Regions from separate parts of the Mus musculus genome. Here region 1 is linked to region 2. Evidence: chromatin contacts called from public HiChIP or PLAC-seq data. All regions are on one chromosome and are shown on one strand. The core of a region is the stretch at or near the end of the contact, and the rest is flanking DNA. Distances in the headings are between cores, read along the strand shown. Region 1 overlaps Ncaph (non-SMC condensin I complex, subunit H). Region 2 holds the start of Usp50 (ubiquitin specific peptidase 50).

What was found. HiChIP or PLAC-seq counts read pairs in DNA pulled down with a chosen protein or histone mark.
Region 1: a contact with region 2 is called in an H3K27ac HiChIP or PLAC-seq map of embryonic stem cells, with 2.6 times the contacts expected there. The contact joins the enhancer-like site here to the promoter of Usp50 in region 2. A contact is called at or near these places in 5 of 39 promoter capture datasets (the HPC-7 cell line, cranial neural crest, frontonasal cranial neural crest and 2 more), 2 of 484 Hi-C or Micro-C datasets (bone marrow-derived macrophages and nephron progenitors), 1 of 115 datasets of contacts at active chromatin or transcription factors (embryonic stem cells) and 3 of 9 other capture datasets (adipose tissue, embryonic stem cells and liver).

Annotation. Positions count from the first base shown.
Region 1 is chr2:127,106,683-127,113,653 of GRCm38.p6, reverse strand. It overlaps Ncaph (non-SMC condensin I complex, subunit H), which reads left to right. Exons shown (of 18, transcript NM_144818.3): 13 at 1-94; 14 at 4,996-5,169; 15 at 6,184-6,300. Among named protein-coding and RNA genes, the nearest start is that of Gm39922, 12 kb to the right of the region's middle. Within about 2 kb of position 4,478, at least 7 of the 459 cell types and tissues checked have an H3K27ac peak or open chromatin away from gene starts, as enhancers often do. A contact at or near this core is called in embryonic stem cells, where this site is marked.
Region 2 is chr2:126,779,269-126,786,711 of GRCm38.p6, reverse strand. Usp50 (ubiquitin specific peptidase 50) reads left to right here and starts at 3,252. Exons shown (of 7, transcript NM_029163.3): 1 at 3,252-3,492; 2 at 6,142-6,324; 3 at 6,586-6,781. The coding sequence starts at 3,425.

The DNA of each region.
Region 1 (6,971 bases), core at 3,229-5,728, 330 kb before region 2:
GGACCAGAAGGCTAAGACTGAGCACTATGAGGAAATTGAAGACTATGATTACAACAACCCTAACGACACCTCCAACTATTGTCCTGGACTTCAGGTAAGGGGAGAAGAGTTCTTGCCTCTTCCAAATGGTGGGTAGTCTCTTCCCTGGTTTCTGATGCCCTCTGTCTCAGTGTATAGCAGTGAACAGTGCTGAGAAATGAGCTGGCATGGCCGCTTTCCTCATACTCCAGGGGCAGGAAGCAGTGGGCAGGATCTGTGGGGTGGTTTGTATATGCTTGGCTCAGGGAGTGTCAAGTAGGTATGCCCTTGTTGGAGTGGGAATGTCACTGTGGGTGTGAGCTTTAAGACCCTTCTCCCAGCTGCCTGGAAGCCAGTCTTCTAGTAGTCTTCAGATGAAGATTTAGGACTTTCAGCTCCTCCTGCATCATTGTCTGGACACTGCCATGCTCCCACCTTGATGATAATGGACTGAACCTCTGAACCTGTAAGCCAACCTCCATTAAATGTTGTCCTTTGTAAGAGTTGCCTTGGTCATGGTGTCTGTCACAGCAGCAAAACCCTAACTAAGACACTCTGCTAATGAATAGACAAGTGGATAGGCTCTGGCCTGTACAACACAGCACTAATCTTGGATATTGTGGAATTTCAAAGAAATATAACTACACTTCCTGTTCATAGGAGCTAATATTTTGGCTATGAGTTGAAACAAGGCATGCGAAAGTGGTGTGATCTAGTAGGGCCAAGAACTCTCTGGAAGTACCTACTTATCAGGAGAACTTGTCCAAGCCTTTCCTCATTCTCAGACCTTGGTGGGCATTGCTAATTTGTTTCTCATTGTGAGTCTCCTGAAGAAACAGCAAATAGAAGCTATGGTGAGGAGGACAGAGCCTCCTGTGACCCTTCATGCAGGGAGGACAGAATTGGACAGTCATTTATTCTGTTTCTTTCTCTACTGAGGGGAGAGATTGTTTTGTTTTAATGAGGATCTAGTCTGACCTCTTGGCCGATGCTTCTGCAACTTCAGCGCCGGTAAGGACCAGCCCTGGAACCTGTTCAGAGCTCTGCCATACTGCCTATGTCACAGTTCTCATCCGTTCACTCTGGGCTTGGTTCTGAGAATGGCTTTCTGTGAGTGGAGACTGCAGACCAGCATGAATGAAGCAGGGATTGCTCCCCATCACCTTATAAACCAGGTGTCTTAGAGTTCTGTTGCTGTGAAGACTGTGGCAACCCTTATAAAGGAAAATGTTTAATTAGGGCTGGCGTGCAGAGGCTTAGTCCATTACTAGCATTGTGGAAACATGGTGACATTCAGGCAGATGTGGTGCTAAGAAAGGTAACTGAGAGGTCCGTATCTAGAGGGTGAAAGACCCACAACGTGAAGACTCCCCCACGTTCTGACTCAGGAGAGCAACACCCCAAATCACTCACGAGAAATGGTCTTGGTGCAAACCGCAAGAGGACTTTTATTCCAGGCGTGCTCTGGGACCCACAGCCATACACCACACAGGGGGTAGAGGACCGTGGGCCCCGAGTAGCTGGGACAGGGGGTATTTAAAGGAAGGAACCACAACTCAAGGGGGTGGGGAGAGCGTTGTTGGAAAATACCAAAAATACCAGTTAAGAGTCGTGAGGGAGTGGGAGTCAAGACAGTTTCTATGAGTCTCTAACAATAGCACATTTGCATAGTGGGTTCCAGGAGCTGTCCAGGTGGGTCAGGGTGACTTTCTTTGAATGAACACTCCCCAAACCCAGGAAGCCAGTGGATGGAGGAATGTCACTATCTGTTTTATAATTAGCATGCCTTGGAGCATTGAGTCACAAAGGTCACATTCTCAAGCCTGGGCCTAACGGCCTAGAATTTTTTGTTTTTTATGTTTCACTTTTTTATTCACCACTTCTACTTGCTAATCTTAGAACTAGACACTATATTCTCCCTGATGCACTTGATCCTTTAGGGCATGGTACTGTTGTCTCAAAACTAAAAGCTGCACTGTACTAAGTTTTGCTCTAATAAAGGCAACTAGCCTATCTAACACACATGGACCTATAATTAAAAGTAGAAGCAAAATCAGAAGGGGTCCCATAGGATAGAAAGTAGGATGGTCAAGAGTACAAGATAAGGGCCTTTCCACCGAGTCTCAAGGTTTTCTGCGCAATGGCATCTACTGTAGACTGAATCTCTAACTTGGAAGCGATGTGGGCTTGCAGGTCTCCTTCTCTTGAGTAGGCATTCTGGAGCTGCTTCCACACTCGCTGTCTCACCCTTTTGAGCACCTTGAGCCTAGAGAACAAAGGCTGGGAAAGCAGCATGTCTGCACTATGTACAGAGGCTATTTTTACCAGTGGAGCCCCCCCCCCCCCATAGAGTAATTCATAGGGGGTCAGTCCAAACTGTCTAGGGGTGTTTCTAACCCTGAAGAGCACAAAGGGTAGGAGAGCTATCCAATCATTAGCGCCAGTCTCTGCTGTCAATTTGGTAAGGGTCTCTTTAATGGTTCTATTCATCCTCTCTACCTGTCCTGAGCTTTGGGGCCTGTATGCACAATGTAACTTCTAATCAATTCTAATCAATGTAACTTCTAATCAACCCCCAATATCTTGGCCAGTCCCTGACTTACCTGGACAACAAAGGCAGGTTCATTATCGGACCCGATTACCTTGGGTATCCCAAATTTCGGGAAGATTTCTTCTAAGATCTTCTTGGCCATCACATTGGCCGTCTTAGTCCTGGTAGGAAAAGCTTCTACCCAGCTTGAAAAGGTGTCTATTAACACTAATAAGTACTTGTTACCATATCTAGCTGGCTTAATTTCTTTAAAATCTACCTTCCAATAGGCCCCCAGCCAGTTGCCCCTGAGCCTCTTCCCAGGAGTATACATGGAGTGTCCTGCATTAGTCATAGCACAGGCCTTGCAGCTTTGACTATTTCTCCTGCCAAGTCAGAGAGTCCTGTAACATAGTAGTCAGAGGACCTAACCACACCTTTTAATTTCTTGACCCCAAGTGGGTCAAGTAATGTAAGTTGGTAACATACTTGTGTCCTTCTTCCCATGGGAGAACTCATTTTCTTTCTTCTGTTTCTATTACCCCATATGAGGTTTCCTTTACCATCCCTAATTTGTCCATAACTTGATAGTCCTCAGGGGTATATCTAAAGCTGGTCTCTGACATCATAATCTTTAGGCTTCTTGACTGCCAGGATCATTACTCCTTGGGCCGCCTGTTTGGCGGTTAGATCTGCCATCTGATTCCCTTTAGCCACAGCATCTTAGGTCTTTCTCTGCAGGTGTCAACAGCCCTCTTTGTCTGTATATTGCTCCGTGCAGTGGCAAAAGCATATCTGCTGTCAGTGTAAATGTTGATAGACTTCCCCTTTGCCATTTGTAGAGCTTATATCAAAGCCACAAGTTCGGCTTTCTGGGCCGAAGTTCCTTCAGGGAGGCTGCTGGCCCAGATCACTTGCTTTCTGTCCACCACTGATGCCCCTACCTTCCGCTTACCTTCAACCACAAAGTTACTGCCATCCGTGTACCAACTCGGACTCCCAGGCCAAGGCTGATCCTTCAGATCATTTCGAGTACCAGTTTCTTCTGCCAGAATGTCAGTGCAGTGATGAGCAGGTGAAGAGTCATCAGTCTCGGGCAGTAGGGTAGTGGGATTCAGGACAGCAGGGGGAGCAAAGGTCACTCGTTCAGTCAACAAAGGGCTCTGATAATGTGTCATATGAGCGTTGGTCATCCATTGGTCAGGAGGCTGTTGGATAATACTTTCAAGAGTGTGGGGTGCCACTACAGTTATTTGCTGTCCCAGAGTGAGCTTATCAGCATCCTTGACAAGTAATGCTACTGCAGCAATAGCTTTCAAGCAAGAAGGCCACCTGCTGGCAACAGGGTCTAACTTCTTGGATAGGTAAGCCACTGGCCTTTTTCAAGGTCCCAAAGTCTGGGTAGACTCCTATGGCAACCCCTGCTCTCTCAATAAAGAGTGAAAGGCTTGGTTAGGTCAGGCAAGGCCAAGGCTGGGGCCATCAGTAGGGCTTTTTAAATTTCTTTAAAGGCTTTCTGGTGATCTGGGTTCTACACAAACACCTCCCCTTCCTTGGCTAGGGGGTACAAGGGGCAGCTAAGGTCGCAAACCCAGGTATCCAGAGCCTGCAGAAGCCAACGGTGCCCAAGAATTCTCTTACTTGCCTTGGTGTAGTTGAGGTAGGAATCTGAGTTACAGTCTTTTTTTTTTTTTTTTTTTTTTTTGGCTTCCTTTAGCCACCACTTCCCATCTCGAAGGTTGTATCTCAAATAAATAACTTCAGTCTGACACAGCTGAGGCTCGGTCCCCTAACTCACCTAATTCTGTTAAGCACATTGGTCTTCTAATAGTCCCTTTGAGTCTATGTGTGGGGCATTTTTATTGTAACCATCACACTGGGTGTGGTGGGACACACCTTCCAGTCTTGAGGTGGAGGAAGGTGAATCGAAAGTCACCCTTTGCTACAAGGCAAGTTTAAGGTCACCTTGGCATTCTTGAGAGTCTGTATCCATCCAAAATATAAAAGGGCGTTGCTCCTGCTACAAAATTAGATAGCACCTGGGATTTCCTGTACTGTTTTTGGGTGGTAAGGATGGAACCTAGTAACTCACATGAAATGTGTGTGTACTCTGTACTTAGCTACATGCCCAGCCCCTGTTCTGTGCTCTTGTTAGGCAAGGGATGCAGGCTGTGCTCCAGCGTTTTGGGAATGTTTTCTGTAAGATGAAATATTTATCTAGTTACTAAGCAAAGGGGATGCTGGTCTCTGTGGTCATTGCACTCTTTAAACTCATGCTTCCGAGGTCTCAGGCTGATAAGAGACCCCTCTCTCTGTAGTAGGGCTTATGTGAAGCAGGAAGAAGTGAGCGAGCAGGCCACGTTGGTGGGACTCTGCTTGCTTTGTGTACGTGGAGTCTCTCCCATTGATAGCATCTACCAAACTTGAAGGGTTGTTTCCTTGCCCAGGCTGCTGACAGTGATTATGAAGAGGCAGACGATTTATTTGCGGATCCAGTCGGGACCCTTGACCTTGAGTCTGATCCAAAGACAACACAAGAGAATGGTCACATTTCTCCTGAAAACCAAGGAGTAGATATCACAACTTACCAAGAGTTGAACTTGGTGGCTGAGCCTCAAAAGGTAAGGAAGAGACAACAAGGAATTGTGTGGATTCCTGGCTGTCTGTTTAACTCCTCTCAGATGTGAGTCCCATCAGCCTGCGCTCCACTTGTTTTCCGGTTCCATCTTAACCTGCTATCTGAGTTTTCACACAGGGTTGTGCTGTCTAAACTGCTTCCCAGTTATTGACATTGGCTACTTAGGTTATATGGTAGTGATATTTTTCCAAAGACCTTATTTTATCTTATTAACTTTTATTTACTGCTGTAGTGTTGAGAGTCAAACCCAAGTCATAAGTAGGAGTGGATTGGCCACACCAATAAAACACATGTAGGAAGGCTGCAGCGAGAGCATTGCTGTGGGGCTTTGAATACCTTGGCCATTTTCAGTTCCTGTCATGTGTTAAATACCTGATGCCTTATCCCAAGAGCCAGGCTGGGTGCTATCTGTTTCATATACTCATCTCTTACACTGCAATTCTTGGTCTTAATCTAAATTTCCTCTGATTAAAAGGAGTTAGGATTGGTAGAGTGTTTACCTAGATTCAGTCCCATGCACTGGCTCATTAAAATTGGGCGTGGTGGTTCATACTTGTAATGCCAGCACTTGCTTGGAGGCAAGAGGTTGACAAGTTCAGGATCTAACAGTAAGCCCAGGCAAGACTCGGCTACACGAGATTCAAAAGCAAAACAGCAAAATCCGAAAGGTAAAAACAGAAAGAAGTGAGATCTTTTTGCAGGGAACTCTGTATATGAGGTTGAGACTGGCTTTCTTTTTTGCTTTTGTTTTCGAGACAGGGTTTCACTTTATAGCCCTGGCTGTCCTGGAACTCACTCTGTAGACCAGGTTGGTGTCTAACTCACTGAGATTCAGTTGCCTCTGTCTCAGAGGGCTGGCATCAAAGGTGTGTGCCACTGTGCCCGGCTGGGATTTCTCCTTGATTTCCAACTTTTTCATTCGAGACTTCTATTTTACAGGAAATTGATAGTGAATGTTTTTCTTCTGGTTAATTTTGCTTTGTTACACCTATTCCAGGTGAATAAAATAGAAATTCATTACGCCAAGACTGCCAAAAAGATGGACATGAAGAAGCTGAAGCAGAGTATGTGGAGTCTGCTGACGAAGTTTTCTAGGAAGGAGGCTGACACAGAGGTAACATCACTCATGCTCCTTAGGTTCCCAATGTGTAGGAAGGGAGAGCTGATGTCTACAGCTCATGATCCCTCAGTGTGGTCCCCACCCTAAAGCAGAGAGATGCAGTCACAGTTTAAAACAGACATCACCGTGGCTTGGAAGAAGAGACTGTCCCAGCAGAGGATGGGACAGGTCACACAGCAAGCTAATGCCTTGGCCTCTATCTCACCTTACTGGTGATGAAAACGTGCAGATGCAAGCTTTCCCATGCTGCCCTAGCAGCTGCGTGCTTTACAGTCCTGATGGGCATTCGGAGTACTTACCCAGTAGCAACCGGACTTAAAATAGGACTTTGTACAAAGTATTGTGGCTACCTTACAAGTGTCAGAAGGTGTGTATGCTTTGAAGTGGTGTTCTGCCTTAGGATGCCCATTCTCAGCAGGAACGCTGGAGACATAATCACGCTGCCAGACCCCTCTCCTGAGAGTGAAGCAGACTAAGTGTGCAGACCTAGAACCCCGGTTCAGACCCATTGAGCTCTACAAACTCCATTCTTGCTTACACGTTTTGCTGGCTGTGCAGTGAAATGCATGATTATTGAGGACCCTAAGCTGTGTGGTCTTGGGTATGTCAGAGAATGCCTCAGTCGCAGTGTTAGTGTGTGTACAACAAACAGCAGAGGCTCTCAC
Region 2 (7,443 bases), core at 2,003-4,502:
ATTCACATACATGAAATAGATATATAATTTTTTTTAAAATCTAAAGTGAAAACAACCTTTCTTGGGAGAAATCAAAGAAAAGTGAGAAACTAGGGAAAAACAAGTGGGAAGGGTCCCAAGAGAGAAATAAACATTGAGTTGGTTCGTTGTTTAGGGGCTTTTTATAGGATTTAGACCAGAAACTGGACAAAGACTGAGAACCCCAGCTGGACATAGTGGCTCCTGTCTTTAATAGAAGAAGCACTTGGGAGGCAGAGACAGGTGGAACTCTGAGTTCAAGGCCAGCCTAGACTACAGTTCCAGGACAGTCAAGGCTATAGAGAAACTGTCTCAAACAAACAAACCATATTGAGAGTCCTATTGCAAATGGTTGATTCTCTGCACACAGGGAGCAGGGCAATGAAAGGTTTACATACTCTGTGCACGTTCTTCTGATCCACGCAGATAGAAGAGCGGTCCCTCTCTCAAGCGCCCTGATCACCTCTGACTTGCTTTGTTGAGCTTGACTGGTTTGCCGGCTGTTAGCCTGGGCTGCCAGGGCCATCTCGGCCAACCTTGCAAGTATTGCTGCTCTGACCTAGATGGGGTCTGTGAACTCAGGACCTCTGGAAGAGCAGTCAGTGCTCCTAACTGCTGAGCCATCTCTCCAGCCCCCTCACTTTAGATTTTTATTCATCACAATTGTGAGAGAATTCAAGAGCCCCAACCTTGATTTAACTTTCACCAGCTGTTTAGTCTCTGGAAGTCTCTGGCACACAGCTGCCTGGATGGACAAAGATCTCAATGATCTCTAAATTGCATCATATTGAAGATGATTTTATGTATGGGTAAACCTCACTCTTCTCAATTTCGCAGTGTGGTCTCTTACCAGAGAGCATTTCTCCTTGGTCCTTGTCTTCTTGCAGGAAATAATTCAGCCATGATGCAGTTTAAGTATAAATTTATCATCCCAGAGAGACTGAGGAGGGAAGGAAGGCTGGTTGAGCAGGGAGGATCTGCCCACTGGGTTATATGCTGGGGGCTTTTACAAGGTTTTATCACTAATTGTGAGAGGGGTTCTATATCCCTAGAGGCGAAGTAGCCCAGTCACCTCCAAGTCATTGCACCTCATCTCACCTTTTATTAAAACATTCCTTGTAAGTTTCTAGAAAAGCCCACGAGAAGAGGGGTCTCAACCCGCAATGCAAAGGACAAAGGACTGCACAGGCTGCGAAGGACGGTATGGAGTTCGGGTGGTGGTGCAGCCCTGCTTTACAGGTTCTTTGTAACTGTGCCAGAGCGGCAACAAGGAAAGTGCCTGGCACTTTAATTCCTGATCCAGCAGGAAGAAGCTAAGCTGCAGCATCAAGGATGCTTAACCATGGAGCATTCTCACCTGCCAAGACACAGCAGTTTCTGTTGTTACATCACACAGAATTCCTTACCTTCCAACCTCACTAGCAGATTAACATTGACGTTTTCACAAAAATCCATTATGTATCACCCATAGCATAAAAACCAAGTGGATTGGAATAACATAGTCACCCTTGCTACTCAACTTTAGCTTAACATAAATATGTGAAAAGAGCATAGACTGCACTTTCATATTGTCAAAATATTTAAAATACATGGGTGTAGATTTTGAAAGTACTGCACAATTTTCAGATGACTAGAAAGAAATATCTAAGAGGGGCAGATTAAAACAAGCCACCAAAGAGATAAGGAAAAATTAAGAAGCAGCCCTCTTACTTTAGTGTGAGCTGTATGAGCTGTGGGCAGTGGTGCCCTGGTGTGCAGATGAGGCAGGAATGTCACGTGCTAGGCAGTGGGAACACAGCATTGAGGACTGATGAGACAGGAGCTATGCTAGGGCTGTCAGAAGCTAGGTGTCTCCCAGTTAGAGTTAGATTGTATAGGAAGGGAAAATAAATCTAGAAAGGTTGTGACTATTGGTGTGAATTCTGATTCTCAATACATATATGCACATACACAGAGGGGCATCATTATGGATCTAATGTATATTTCTTAGTCATTGTGTGTGTTGCCGGGTGGTTTGGCATAGTGTGTGAGAGAGATCGATGTCATGTGGTGTGTGTTGCAGTGTGTGGCTTACGACTAAAAGGCCTAGAAAGGACACTGCAATCTGTTGAGTGCCTGCAGGCTGTGTGTGCTCCTGGAGCCCAGCTTTCATGAGCTGTCACTCATACTGGGGTCTTCGGTGACACAGCTGAGTCCTATTTGCTCCTGATCTCTCCACCCATATGCCCTAACTGACCCCACTGAAACTCATTGCTCTATGAAGTTGGACTTTGAGAGTATTTTTCCTTCAGCCTGTCTTCAGTACCCTACCTGGGATAAACTGATCCTAAGGGCTCTCTGCCTGCTCTCTGCTGGTGCTTGGCTGACCCAGTAGATCTGCTCAGAGAGCAGGCCAGCAGCAACTAGGCACTCCAGAGGCAAGGCCCCAGCACGGGTGCTTTCCCAGGTCACAGCCCCATGCTTTTAGTTAGAACTGAGGATGCCATCCTTTTCCTCCAGTGGAAAAGTCTGAGTTCAGAAAACCATGTGTGCCCCAGAGGCCACAGCTTGTAAATCCTATAATAAGCCTGTGTGGTGGTTTAAATATGCTTGGCCTATTAGGAGGTGTGGCCTTGTTGGAGGAAATGTGTCATTGTGGGGGTGGGCAATGATTCTTTTCTCCTAACTACATGGGAGCCAGTCTTCTAGTGTCCTTCAGATGAAGATATAGAACTCTCAGCTCCTCCTGCACCATGTCTGCCAGGACATGCCCTTGTTCTCCACCTTGATGATAATGGACTGAACCTCTAAAACTGTAAGCCAGCCCCATTTAAATGTTGTCCTTAGAAGAGTTGCCTTGGTCATGGTGTCTGTCCACAGCAGTAAAACCCTAACAGCCTGTGTACTATGGGTATGTGCCCATATCCAGCTGTGTCTCCATCCCAAGAATAAACAATTCTGGTGACCTCACTGTGTATGCATCGGGATGAGAAAAATCTCACTACCTCCTCCATAGGGGAAGAGATGTCCCTCTAGGGTTCATGGGAGCAGTGTTGCCACACACTGTCCCCAAATCCAGAGGGTGAACATCTCTGTGTGCTTGTGTGTGAGAAACCCAGAAATAGAGGGAGAGCTGTGATGTGGACAATTCGTTCTCAGAAAGTTGATCTTTCAGAAGCATTTCAAACAAACAAATAATGGTATCCCTTGACAACACGTTAGAACCTTGGTATGAAGGGTGACAATTGTGATGCAGGGGAGGATCCAAGAAGAACTGGGCCTGAGTCAAGTGAAATCAGACAGCAACAACACAAAGGGGGGAGGGGGGCATTCAAACGGTTCAAAACCAAAAACAAGCCAGGGAGCAGTCCTGGAGAAATGAAGTTAAAAGGATCAAAGGTAGCTCGTGAGTAGAAGTGAAAGCCTGATGTGCTTCATTGACATGGCGTCTCATCGGCCGGTCCCTGCAGACGACTTCGGTGCCTACTACAACCTGTGAGCCTCTATGTCCTGTGCCTTTATAGATAACCTCAGGAGTGGGGGGCTGGGGGAGGGCTTACCTAGAGGGGGCATGGCACCTGTTGCATTTGGGAGGGCTCTGCCAGATTTGACCCATGAAGGACCCAGAAGAGATAACATACATGTACTCCCTGATCAGTCAGCTCAGGGCCTCCGTGACATCACTGAGTAAAAGTGAGAATGGCACACTTTTCAGATGGGTGAAACTGAGCAGAGGCACTGAGTGAGGCCGCTGAGCGGTGGGGCCTGGATTTCAGATTCAGTCTGTGGGAAGAAAGGTAATAAAGGACAAAGGTGGTGAGCGGCCCTACTGAATCGGTCAGATAAGAGGGAGCTGTGCAGATCAAGGAGGCCTCCTGGAGCCTGCAGTATTTCCCATCTCTGCATGCTGGGCAGATGCTCCAGTCCCGTCTCTCCACATTAAGTCATTTATTCTTTTAAAGATTTTATTTTATGTATATGAATGCTTTGCTGACAATTTAAGCACACCAAAGCAGTGCTCTTGGAGGCCAGAAGAGGGCATTAGATCCCTTGGAACTGGAGACACAAATGGTTGTGAGCTGCCATGTGGTTGCTGGGAAGTGAGCCAGGATCTTCTGAAAGAACAGCAGAAATGCTCTTAACTGCTGAGCCATCTCTTCAGAACCCAAGCTGTGTGTGTGTGTGTGTGTGTGTGTGTGTGTGTATGCACGTATATCTGTATATGTGTGTATACATATATATGTATATATGTGTGTATACATGTAAATATACGTGTATACATACTATACAGGTACATAGATGTATATATACATATATACATACACACATAGACATATATACACACATGTGTATGTGTATATAAGTATATATACATATGTGTGTGTGTGTATAAATATACACTTGTCTTTTTTTGGACACAGGGTTTCTCTGTGTAGCCTTAGCTATTCGTTCTAGAACCCACTCTGTACACCAGGTTAGCCTCAGACTCAGAGATCCCCCCTGCTGCTGCCTCCTGAACGCTAGGATCAAAGGTTTGCACCACCAATAACTGGCTATGTTGTATTCTTTTAAAAGATATCATTTATTATGTGATCTAAGCTAAGCACCTTGCATGGCACCTGCATGGCCCTCGCAGTAACCCTGCCAGGAAGAGGTAGTGTTCCTTGTTTTGCTGGGGGATCAGGAGCTTGAGGCCAAAGCCAGTGCCTCACACAGGCCAAGGACACTTTCTCATGCTGAATGTTTCTGTGTTATAAATGAGCAAACATAAGAACCCTAATCATAAATATATATAATCAGTTATTAGCGTAGCAATGTGCATGTATGCACACATATGTATGCATATATACATACCTGTGCCCTTAACATATGAATGTATATGTTCCTACTATGTGTATGTATCATGCTCACTATAGCTGTCTCCAGACACCAAAAGAAGCTACAAAGGCTCAAAGTTACAACCCTTTAACGGCCCCATAAAGCACTTGCTGGGATTTGAACTGGGGTCCTTTGAATCCATAGTCAGTGTTCTTACCCACTGAGCCACAGCTCCAACACTGTATTATGTTCTCCATATGTCACCTATAGAGTTATATTCATTCTCAGCATATGCTGTAATTCCATATAATTTAATGGCCAGGTAAGGTAGGTAAATGCCTTCATTTCTCCTGCATCACTATGTGCTTGCCCTTGGTATACTACTGTGGGCAAATGACTCACTCACATAAGCTGGTTAGTCCACCTGTAAATGGGATTTTAGAAGGACTGTTTCTACCCAGAAGAGCTGTTGCAAATATTTAATGGGGAATGTATATTAAATGTTTAATATAGTCAGACTAAGTACAAAATGTCTATGATGTTACTGTTAAAGCAGGAAAGGCTTTGGTTTTTTAACAGCTGAGTTTGGATGTTTAGCCAAGCCACCCTGAGACCTGGACGGCAGGTTTACTCTATCTCTTTACTCTCTTTTTAGGAAGAAACTTTTATTTATGTCAGACATTCAAACATTTATGTCATTCAGAGTTCTGGGCCTAAGTTAAACTCCTTCTGTCCTTGGTAGAGAGTGAGTTTGAGAGAAAAACCCACTAAGAATCCTTCCTAGCCAATCAGAGAAGTACACACCTTTTTTGTTTTGTTTTGGGTTTTCGAGACAGGGTTTTTCTGAGCCCTGGCTGTCCTGGAACTCTCTTTATAGACCAGGCTGGCCTCGAACTCAGAAATCTGAACTCAGAAATCCGCCTGCCTCTGCCTCCCGAGTGCTGGGATTAAAGGCGTGCGCCACCACCCCCTGGCTAGAATTACACATCTTTAATCCCAGCACCCAGGAGGCAGAGGCCGGGGGAATCTCTGTGAGTTCAAGCCCAGCCTGGTCAACGTAGCCAGTGCAGAGCCAGCCAGAGACACATGGGGAGGGCCTACCACAAAACAAAAGGAACAAAACCCTTCTTGCCAGGCTGGTGACTTCTAACTTCAGTCACTGAGGTGTGAAACAAGAGACTTGTCAGTTCAGAGAAGGCCTAGGTTATCAGACCTTGCCTCCCAGCCACAAAAGAGCACTTTTATTTCAGAGGTTGCCAGGGTCTGAGCGGCACTAGCACTCATGCTCTCCCCTGGAAACACTCTCCTTCCATGTGGCCCACACAGTGCGGAGTGTGCAGACTATGACTCCCTGCCGGAGTCTAAGACCCAGCCACACTTCCAGGGCGTGACGGGACTGCGGAACCTGGGCAACACCTGCTACATGAACGCCATCTTGCAATGCCTCTGCAGCGTATCTCCACTGGTGGAGTACTTCCTGTCCGGAAAGTACATCACAGCTCTTAAGAAGTAAGAGGAGGTCTTCCCTGAGTCTGCCCCACCCCAGCTCCCCCAGGTGAGGTGAGGAAAGGACCCGCTGGAGTCCTTGTGAAGGGCCACAAGCCCAGACACAGTAGGTCCCCAGAGAACACACATGGAGGGTGCGGAGAGCAAGGTGGACAGGGCTCTGGTGCAGGGGCGTGGACGGATCCCTTGCCACGGAGACTGGGTCTTTTCTTTTCATTAAATCAGCAGGGAATATTTGCCCTTTGCCTCTGCTCTTCTTCTCAGGGACTGCAGTGAGGTTACCACCGCCTTTGCCTACCTGATGACAGATATGTGGCTTGGGGACTCAGACTGTGTCTCACCAGAGATATTTCTGTCGGCTGTTGGCAGTCTTTACCCAGCTTTTCTGAAAAAGACACAGCAAGATGCGCAGGAGTTCCTGATTTACGTCCTCAACGAGCTTCACGAAGCTTTGAAAAAGGTAAGAACTAACAAGTCTGAGCTAGGAGATGTAGGCTGTATGTGTATTCAGACTGCATGGCCTGCCCAGCACCTGCTCTGGTGCTGGGGTCCTGAGGAAAATGTCCAGGTTAGGATATTTGTTATTTAGTGGTTGTTTTGCTTTTTTTTTTTTACTTAAAATTTTAAAAAATTTTTATTGTTTATGCATGTATGTCTGTGTACTACTTGTTTGCCAGGTTCCTATGGAGGCCAGAAGAGGGTGTCAGACAATTTCCATCCACCATCCATGTGGGTGTTGGGAATTGAACCCAGGTCCTCTGGAAAAGAGCCAGTGTTTGTTTTTGTTTGTTTGTTTTTTCGAGACAGGGTTCCTCTGTATAGACCTGACTGTCCTAGAACTCACTCTGTATACCAGGCTGGCCTCCAACTCAGAGATTCCCTTCCTGAGGTCTGGGATTAAAGACATGCGCCGCTACTGTCCAGTGCAGCCAAAGCTCTTAACCACTGAACCCTCTGTCCAGTTCCTAAAATTATTTTTTTTATTTACTTTTATTTTTTTCTGAAACTAAGTTTTACTGTGGAGCCCAGTCAGGTCTATGACTCGGAATCTTCCTGCCTCAGCCCTGCTCCATGTGCAGATATTATAGACATCTGAAATTCTCACATTCCTGTGCTGAAGAG